Regions from separate parts of the Zea mays genome. Here regions 1 and 3 are each linked to region 2. Evidence: chromatin contacts called from public Hi-C data. All regions are on one chromosome and are shown on one strand. Each heading gives the region's core, a stretch centred on a gene start, on an enhancer-like site or on the middle of the called end of the contact. The rest is flanking DNA. Distances are from core to core; before and after follow the strand shown. Region 1 holds the start of LOC100274516. Region 2 holds the start of LOC100381786. Region 3 holds the start of LOC103640492 (CSC1-like protein HYP1).

The links. Hi-C and Micro-C count contacts between places; a contact is called where the count stands out from the background.
Region 1: a Hi-C map of leaf shows a contact between it and region 2, with 4 times the contacts expected there. The contact joins the promoter of LOC100274516 here to the promoter of LOC100381786 in region 2. A contact is called at or near these places in 3 of 25 Hi-C or Micro-C datasets (endosperm, leaf and tassel).
Region 3: a contact with region 2 is called in a Hi-C map of leaf, with 4 times the contacts expected there. The contact joins the promoter of LOC103640492 here to the promoter of LOC100381786 in region 2. A contact is called at or near these places in 4 of 25 Hi-C or Micro-C datasets (bundle sheath, leaf and tassel).

Annotation. Positions count from the first base shown.
Region 1 is chr1:166,303,720-166,307,098 of Zm-B73-REFERENCE-NAM-5.0, forward strand. It overlaps LOC100274516, which reads right to left and starts at 1,433. Exons shown (of 7, transcript NM_001148873.2): 1 at 1,089-1,433. The coding sequence starts at 1,379.
Region 2 is chr1:166,137,714-166,140,980 of Zm-B73-REFERENCE-NAM-5.0, forward strand. LOC100381786 reads left to right here and starts at 1,330. Exons shown (of 4, transcript NM_001174585.1): 1 at 1,330-1,576; 2 at 2,251-2,641; 3 at 2,769-2,870. The coding sequence starts at 1,430.
Region 3 is chr1:166,278,573-166,281,864 of Zm-B73-REFERENCE-NAM-5.0, forward strand. LOC103640492 (CSC1-like protein HYP1) reads left to right here and starts at 1,321. Exons shown (of 10, transcript XM_008663133.4): 1 at 1,321-1,716; 2 at 1,847-2,002. The coding sequence starts at 1,481.

The sequences.
Region 1 (3,379 bases), core at 183-2,682, 170 kb after region 2:
AATTAGTCGGCCTTATCGCCGGAGTAAGCACGATTAGGGGCTTCGACTCGACTAGGGTGACTAGGAAGCGATTAGTCGTCCTAGTCACTGACTAATCACGATTAGTCGCCCGATTAGGGGTTATGTCCGACTAGCTTATATCTGTTTTGGGCCAGTAATTCGCTCTCTGTTCTATGGGCCGGCCCACCATCTTTGCAGAAAGTAGAAAACTTGTGTTGCCCTATCTGTACCACAGTAGCCGTCGTCCCTTCTCCAGCGCGCAGCTGCGCCCCCTCGGCTCCGGCGGCCCTCTGCTCCGGTTGTGCCCCCTCTGCTCTAGTGCGCGGCTGCTGCAGAGGCCTCTGCTAGAGCCGATCCCCTCTAGTGTGCGACGCTCGCCTCTGCTTCAGGTCCCCACCGGAGTCCACCCTCCAGTGCGCGTCCGTCCTCCACTAATCCATTCCACCTCCTCCATTAGACTTCTTCAGAGTGAATCAGTTTAGACTTCTTCTGAGTTCACAGTTCAGACTTTCAAAGTCTGTTGTTCTGCTACAGCTATAGTATATTGTTTTACTGCTGTCCTGCTACAGCTATAGTGTATTGCTTTATTGCAGTCCTGGTACAACTATAGGACGACTAGGCTCGACTAATCACGATTAATCACCTTCTCGGTGCTCAGGCGACTAGAGTCGACTAGCCGACTTTAAAACCTTGTACAGCCCCAAAGGTTCAAGTAGGAAGCAAGAATAGTGTACAGCATAATTCCACTACAAGAACATAACTCCTAACACAGCTAACAGCAGGTGCCAAGGAATACAGGGAGCCACGCGAAAAGTACGAGTGTTCCACCATCGCTGGATAACAGATTTTCTGGAGCAATATCATGCAGAATTGAGAGTCAGTATAAGTAAGCAGGCCCTAATATGAAGCGGATTTCCAAAGTGGCACAATGCTCAACTGAAATCACAGGGCACAACTAATCAGCTGCATTAACATCAGCCATTTCAACTTAGCCGATGCAACTTTGCACGACGTCAAACAGCGAGATCCATTTTTTTCTCTCTTTACTTACAAAGGAGGCAATCCCGACTGATCAGGCAGCACCGTACCTGCGGCGGGCGGAGGAGACGGACACCGAACCGGTCGAGAGCGCGTGCGGCGAGGGCCTCGGGCGCCGCATCGGCATCGCCGGTGTAGACAGCGCAGGGGAGGTCCGGGCAAAGCTCCTGCACGGCGCGCACCGCACACCAGAGCACGCGCTCGCCTCCGCCGCCGTCGTTGGTGTACGGGTGGAAGAAACCGGCGGCGTATGCGGGGTGGCGACAAGAGATTAGGAGGCGCCGAAGCGCGGCGGCGAAGAGGGCGGAGAGGACGGCGACGAGGCCTACCAAGATCGCCATGGACGCGACTGCGAGTCTAGTTGGGCTCTCCCGAGAAGAGAGTTAATTTTTTTAACGTTTGCAGAGCTTGGCCCATGGGCCAAGAATTGACTTACAAAAATAAACTTATGCAAAAGCATCTCCAAATAGTTATATAAACAACTCTCTAAATATGAATTTAAAAAGTTTTCTAGAAAAACTCTTATTCAACAGTTATGTAAATAAGATCTCTAAATTTACAAAACTCCCTACAAAATTCAATTTCATTTCTACATTTATCAACCTCGTCAGGCATCTCTAAATCAATGTTAGTGCTAAGTGAAAGGGAAATAGGGTCAAACCTTTTCCTAAATGATTTTGGTGGTTGAATTGACCAACACAAATAATTGGACTAACTAGTTTGCTCTAGATTACATGTTCTACAGGTGCCAAAGGTTCAACACAAACCAATAAAAAGTTAAAGTTAGGGTTCAAAAAGAAAGGAGCAAAACCAACCGAAGGCTGCCCTGGTCTGGCGCACCGGACTGTCCGGTGTGCCAGGGAGATCAACTCTGAACTGCTCAGCTTCGGGTTTTTGGAGAGCCACTCCGCTATAATTCACCAGACTGTCTGGTGTAGCAACGGACTGTCCGGTGTGCCATGCGGAGCAACGTCTATTGCGCCAACGATCGTCTACAAAAGTAAACAGTGAACGTGAACAGTGCGCGTACAGCGCGCGCAGAGTCAGAGCAGCACCAGAAGGCGCACCGGACAGTGAACAGTGACTGTCCGGTGCGGCACCAGACTGTCCGGTGCCCAAATCTGTCAGAGCTCCAAAGGTCGAAACCATCAGAACCCTAACGGTTGGGTGACGTGGCTGGCGCACCGGACAGTGTCCGGTGGCGCACCAGACTGTCCGGTGCGCCCATCGACAGACAACCTCATCAATCTTAGCATTTGCCATGATAATATCTCCAACCTTAGAAATGAGAATGCAAAATTAATTGCTAAGGTTGAGAAGTTAAATGTTTGTGATGATTCTCTTGTCAACCTCAAAAAAGATAATGCTAGTTTGACTTCTAAAATTGACAAGTTGAATAAATCACTTTCTAGCCTTAAGATTGAGAATGATAATTTAATTGCTAAGGCTAAGGATTTAAATGTTTGCAATGATTCTATTTCCAATCTTAGAAATGAGGATGCCATGTTACATGCTAAGATTGATGAATTAAATGCTTGCAAACCCTCTACATCTACTGTTAGCCATGTTTCCATTTGTACTAGATGTAGAGACATTAATGTTGATGCTATCCATGATCACCTAGCTTTAATTAAACAACAAAATGATCACATAGCTCAACTAAGTGCTAAAATTAATGAGCATAACTTAGAAAATGAAAATTTTAAATTTGCTAGAAGTATGCTCTATAGTGGGAGACGCTCTGGCATTAAGGATGACATTGGCTTCCAACAGAGAGACAATGTCAAGCTTAATGCCCCTAAGAAATTGTCTAACTTTGTTAAAGGCAAAGCTCCCATGGTTCAGGATAACGAGGGCTATATTTTATATCTTGTTGGTTATCCCGAACATAAGATTAGGAGAATTCATTCTAGGAAGTCCCACTCTGGCTCTCATCATGCTTTTATGTATAAGAGTGAGGCATCTAGTTCTAGGCAATCCACTCATGTTAAATTGCCTAAAAAGAAATCTCCTATTGCATCAAATGAACCTAATGTTTCTTTTAAAACTTTTGATGCTTCTTATGTGCTCACTAACAAATCAGGCAAAGTAGTTGTCAAATATGTTGGGGGTAAATACAAGGGGTCAAAGACTTGTGTTTGGGTACCCAAGGTGCTTGTTTCTAATGTGAAAGGGCCCAAGACCGTTTGGGTACCTAAGAACAAGGCATAAACTTGTTTTGTAGGTTTATGCATCCGGGGGCTCAAGTTGGATCATTGATAGCGGGTGCACAAACCACATGACTGGGGAGAAAAGGATGTTCTCCTCCTATGAGAAAAACAATGATCCCAAAAGAGCTATC
Region 2 (3,267 bases), core at 80-2,579:
TGCTGCACCAGCGGTATTCCTCACTTGTGCCTACAAGTTACCGCCCTCAGCGCCATCTGTGAAGCTTCCTTTGTTGTTTTATATGGCTCACATCTAAATGAGCGCTTTAGTTCCTATACCATATATTCTGACTCTCCCTATGGAGACGATGTTAACCGCGCTGTCGAGAAGGACCATGTGGAAGAAGCCGCCGATAGTCCAATCCAAGTTATGTAGAATGAAAATTCGCCGGAAGAAAACAAGCCTAAGAACCAGGACGAAGAATCTGGTGCCAAATAGAATGTCAAAGAACCTAGCTATTTGGATGTTAGAAAGTCGATAGTGAAAGAAGGGCATGTAGCTAATTAACTAGTTAATTATAACTAATTAAATTGATTTTTAGTCTCATCTAGTAATTATCGTATTAACATTTTTTAAACGGAGACACGCAGGTACATTTGATATACGATACAGTTTATATAAAACTAATAACAAAAATAAAATAAAACGATAGCCGCGGAGCGGAATCAACGGGTGGAAAAAGCTAGCGGCGCCCGAGTAACCACGACACCGACCCTTAAATGGCGGCTTGCCATATAACCCGCCCTCACTCCAGCCCGCGGTCCAGCCCCTGTCCCCGTCACCTCCTCTGCTCCGTAGCGCCGCCATCCGTGGCGGCGGCAATCTACCGAACACCGTGCGTGCGTGTGTTGCCGCAATGGCCTCGCACCACCTCGCCAGCCCCGCCGCGGCCGCAACCTCCGCCGCCACCGTCTCCAGGGCTCTCTTCAAGCATGCCTACACTAAACCCTCTTACTCCCTTCTCCACGCCCCGCTCCTCCGCGCCGTCGCCGCCCGGCCCGCGCTCCTCTCCGCCGCCACCGCGGTCTCCACTACGGCGGCGCCCGCGGCCGCAGCTATGGACAACGTGGAGGAGTGGGGGCTGAGGCCGCTGGCCGAGGTCGACCCGGAGGTGTACGACCTAATCGAGCGCGAGAAGCGGCGGCAGCGAGCGGGTATCGAGCTCATCGCCTCGGAGAACTTCACCTCGCTCGCTGTCATGGAGGCGCTGGGCTCCCCGCTCACCAACAAGTACTCGGAGGGCATGCCGGGGGCGCGCTACTACGGCGGCAACGAGGTCATCGACGAAATCGAGGAGCTCTGCCGGACCCGCGCGCTCGCCGCCTTCCACCTCGACCCCGCCCGCTGGGGCGTCAACGTGCAGCCCTACTCGGGGTCCCCCGCCAATTTCGCGGCTTACACGGGGCTGCTCCAGCCGAACGACAGGATCATGGGGCTCGACCTGCCGTCCGGGGGCCACCTCACCCACGGGTACTACACGGCGAGTGGCAAGAAGATTTCTGCAACCTCCATCTACTTCCAGAGCCTGCCGTATAAGGTGAGCTCCGACACCGGGTACGTCGACTACGATAAGCTGGAGGAAAAGGCCATGGATTTCCGCCCCAAGCTTATCATCTGTGGCGGTAGTGCGTGCCCTCGGGAGTGGGATTACGCCAGGTTCAGGGCCATCGCAGACAAGTGCGGGGCCATGTTGCTCTGCGACATGGCTCATATCAGTGGTCTCGTTGCTGCGCAGGTAACTAATTGTCTTTGTTGCTGCGTATTTAAACTATACTCTATATGCGTTTCAATTGCCGATTGTTTATGAATATAAACGTTTTACTTTCTATCGTCAGTTGTGTTTATCTGAGTAGTCGATACAAAAGTTGTAGCTTTTCTATGTAAGGCAAGCACTATTTCTCCAAGTGAGGTGATCGATCATCCTGATTGTGCCATCAACTGGTGTCACTCCTTTAGCTAGATAGAATTTGCACACGAAGAAAGAGTTTTTGGAGCAGAAGGGGAAAAACAAACTAGGACAGTTTTCCCTATGGAGCAAACAAAAAGAAATGCAGTAAAATCTGCTGTTTAGATTGAGATGGCATGCCCAAGTTTGTCAAATCTATTGACAATTCTGAAGTCATGTGATCTAGTAATCTCTCACCGGCATTGATGTAGACTTGTAGAGTAATTTGTGGAGTGTCTCAGATCAATAGTCAATGATCAACTTATGAACATACAAACAGAGCACCAAATGCATGCATCCAAACTAAGTGATGACATGATGCTATTGGCCAGGGTAGTTATGGATGCAGAAATTTGAATTTTTCAAGTTAAACTTTGTAATTTCTACAGAAATCCTGCTGGACTCCCATATTCTGTATATTCTTTTACTTTACCATCCATGTTAATTCCTTCATTCTTCTATAGGAGGCTTTGGATCCTTTTGAGTTCTCTGATGTGGTTACCACTACGACCCACAAAAGTCTTCGAGGGCCAAGGTCTGGTATGATTTTCTACAGGAAGGGCCCAAAGCCTCCAAAAAAAGGCCAGCCTGAGGGTGCTCTGTATGACTACGAGGACAAGATCAACTTTGCTGTGTTCCCGTCACTCCAGGGGGGGCCTCACAATCACCAAATTGCTGCTCTAGCTGTAGCCTTGAAACAGGCCATGTCACCTGGATTCAAGGCCTATATCCAGCAGGTCAAGGCAAACACAGTTTCCCTTGGTAACCATTTGATGAGTAAGGGCTACAAGTTGGTTACTGATGGAACAGAGAACCACCTTGTTCTCTGGGATCTGCGCCCTCTTGGCTTGACTGGTATGCATAGCAAGATTCTTTTGTTTTCCTTTTTGGCGAGGAGCATAGCAGGATTCGATGGCATGCTTTGGCTTTCCCTTAGCAGGCTGTACAAACTTGCTATAAAATTGGTTTATCAAAATTGCAGGCAATAAAGTTGAGATGCTATGTGACCTATGCAACATTACACTGAACAAAAATGCTGTCTTTGGTGACAGCAGTGCATTATCACCTGGTGGTGTGCGCATTGGTCAGTATCTCTTTCTTACCAACAGATTTATAGCACAACGATGCTTATTGTGTGATGTGCATGAATAGGATTCTGTTGCTCTTTTTGATCTCATGTTTTTTACTCTGTTACTGTTAGGGGTCACTGAGAAGGAAAGATGCTATGGTTGAAGTGATTTAATCGTGCTTTACTTGTCATGTGGTATCCTGGAGTATAACGGGGTGTGAGATGAGTCAACAAATAAAATAGTACCGTATATGTTATATAAAATCTTGTGGGGCATCTGCATCTGCTTCCCTTCAGTGGTGATTCCTTTTATCATCATAGAATGAAGGGGCCTCATAAGTCTAAAATGAGATTTTAGATTTTCTTGGTTACATACATAATATAATTCCTTACTTTTTCTGTTGGGCTGATT
Region 3 (3,292 bases), core at 71-2,570, 140 kb after region 2:
TAATGAGATTTTATAAATATAAGTTCTTGGGATCATTTGGGATGTATAGAAACATTCTAGGACCTCTTAGGATCATTTCCACCAATGGTATAGACCGGTCCACCTAGAGCATGAATTTCTAATCCTTTGTGTCATTTTGAGAAAAAAAGAGTTGATTCAAATTCATATTTTTATCTGACTTTGAAATTTGAATATTTTTAGCTCAATTTTTGTGGAAATCTGGGACAACCTTATGAAGGTGTGTGCATAATTTTAGCTCAATCGGACTTAGTTTGCATATATTTTGCATTTTAGAACCTTGATTCGGGTTGTTGAAAACTGGCCAAGCACTACCCCTTGAAGAGCAGTAGTGTCGGGCGATGCCTAGAAGTGCCATGGTGTAGCAACACCACTTGTGGAGTAATATTGTCGAGCCAATCTGGGTGGGACACTTTTTTTAGGGTCGCTTCAGACTTCTTGAAGTTCGTTATGTGATCTGTTTGTTTCATTGGACTCATGTATGCATTAGTATTTTTTTCGAAATATATTTTTGGTTTGAGCATTTTCTTTATCCCAATTGAAGATAAAGAGCTCGATTTCCTGATTTGAGATAGTTTTATCCGCAAACTCATTGATGACTGTTTTAAGAGTTTCACTATGTTTTTCGGTCATCGTCGAGAATATCCATCTACTAGTTGATGCTTAAATACCTCTTTTATGCCTTTTGGAGTTTTGAACGGTTAGAGGTAGCATTGGAAAATAAGCCAACATTACTTGAGACCCTCTGTACGGTCGCCTGATTCGATCTTCATATATAATCAGAAGAGTTAAATTTTGATGAAATATATAATAAATTTTATCATCATTTGTGTCTCTAATAAAATTTACTACAAAATTATAACTTATTATTAATCTAATAACACTTATTTTATATCATAGATACTGACATTCTTTGTATAATTTTAAGTTCAAATATTGTAAAAAGGAACATCCCATTTTGGATTGTCTAATCTTTAAATATTGTAAACAAGCAATCTCCATTTTCGATTACAAATATCGTAACGAGACTTTGTACTACATACAATAAAACAAGAAATTATCCATAAAATATTGTCATCGCATGATTTATATTTAATGACACGTATTGGTTGATTGCACAAAACATATATTTGCACGTAGGAGTACCTCCCATATATATACACACGTTACACACGTCACGTAAAACGGGTCCCACAATCGCACACGTCTCGCTTCGCGATAAACCTGTGCCGACCACCGACCACCACGTCACAGGCTCACAGTCACAACCCGCCTGCCACGTGCTTAACTGACATCTGGGACCCACCGTACCCACCACAACAATTTTCCATCCCAACCGCGATCTCGTTCTTGTCTTTCTCACTCACCGTGCGCGGCGGCAGCTTTGCTTCTTCCACCACTGACCAGCGGGTCCCGCCTCGCCGGTGGAGTTTTCAGGGAGCTTCTTCTGCCCGCCGGCGCGATGATCCTGTCGGCGCTCACGACGTCGGTGGGGATCAACCTGGCCCTCACCGTGCTCCTCGCCGCGGCCTACTCGTTGCTCCGTCGCAGGCCACCGTACGTCGAGGTGTACTCCCCGCGCCGGCCCTACGCGCCGCTCGAGCCGTGGCTCGCTGCGGCGTGGCGCCGTGCCGAGGAGGACATCCACGCCGCCGCGGGGCTCGATGGCGTCGTCTTCATCCGCATCTTCGTATTCAGGTTGGTCGGCCCCTCCCGCGCCCGCCGCACCCCCTCTATTCCTACGTCCTCCCCCTTTGCTGCCCTTTTCCCCCAATTGGGTCCGTTCCCTTGCTCATTGGAGTGCGCGTACGCTACTCGGGTGGTGCAGCATCAGGGTGTTCGCGGCGGCCGCGGTGCTCGGGGTCGGCGTGCTCCTGCCGGTGAACTTCCTCGGTGACCAGCTGCGGGAGATCGACTTCACCGACCTGCCTAACAAATCCATCGATCTATTCAGCATCTCCAACGTCCAGGACGGTTCCAGCAAGTGAGGACTTCCAACTTCTTCTTAATTCGATGCACATTTGGGGGTTTTTAGAGGGGTTTTGTCCGGTTAGTTAGGGCATGAGCAAGGGAAATGGAATGAATAGTGAGGGGATTTTAGCCCCTGCAATCCCATCTATTCTCCTTGCTTCCAAACAAGCACTTAATGTTTCAAAATCGGCCTTCCGCCACCACTGCGCCTCCGCGAAGAAACCGGCCAATTGGCCAATTGAGGCTCTGAAGGCACGTAACAAAGATCAATATCATCCCAAACCTTGCACGTGTGTAATAGGCATCAACACCTATATGCTTAGTAAACACGTCCTTGACCGGATCACGATCAATACTAATAGCACATGTACCCTCATACAAAAGGAGTTAGCGTACTAACAGAAATACCAAAATCCTCAAGCAACCACCATTAACCAAGTAACCTCTATAGTCACAAGACTCATTGACCATTAGTTAGTTTCTAGTGTTGGGGTGTAATGTGTGTGGTGTAATGGGGTTCTCTCCCCCTTTCTTCTTCTTCTATTAATACAAAGATGTGCAGCTCTCCTGCGTATTCCAGAAAACAAGAGCTATAACACGCAACTCAGCCTCTGCACTCGAAGGAGAAATTGCTACATACTTCTTAGTGTTCCAAGCAGTGAGGGAAACACCAATAAAAACACAATATGTAGAAAGAGATCGATGATCAGAGGAATCACTAGCTCTGGTAGCATCACAATAAGCCTACAACTATAAAGAGATAGAGCTTGAAAACAATAGGCATCTAGATATTGGAGCTGAGTGGGAGCAGAAGCAAACTTACTCAGAATATATACAAAATACGAATTGTCTGGACGAGTGACACCAAGGTAAATAAGACTCCCTACAAATCTACAATGTGTCGATAACTAGTATGATCCTCAAGAGGCTCACCATCCATGCCACGAAGGTGAACATTGAGTTCCATAGGAGTCTTAATTGTCCGTTGATTAGTATTAGAAGCCTGATCAAGAAGACCATGTATGTACTTCTCTTGAGACAGATAAAAATCCTCAATGAAGAGGAAAACTCTATTCCAAGAAAATAACAAAGAGGACCAAGATTAGATATGAGAAATTGCTTGCCAAGACATGTCTTAACAAAGGTTATGTACTCAGGATCACCGGCGGAGCCAGAGCTCAGCTTGCCCGGGCTTAGCTCTGCCGATGGTGAGGAAGGTGCATTCTTTCCTCATCGGCCACGGGAGAGGTCGCATGTGGGCGGGGGCAGCGTGAGGGACAAGCCAGAGACGTTGTAGAGGTCG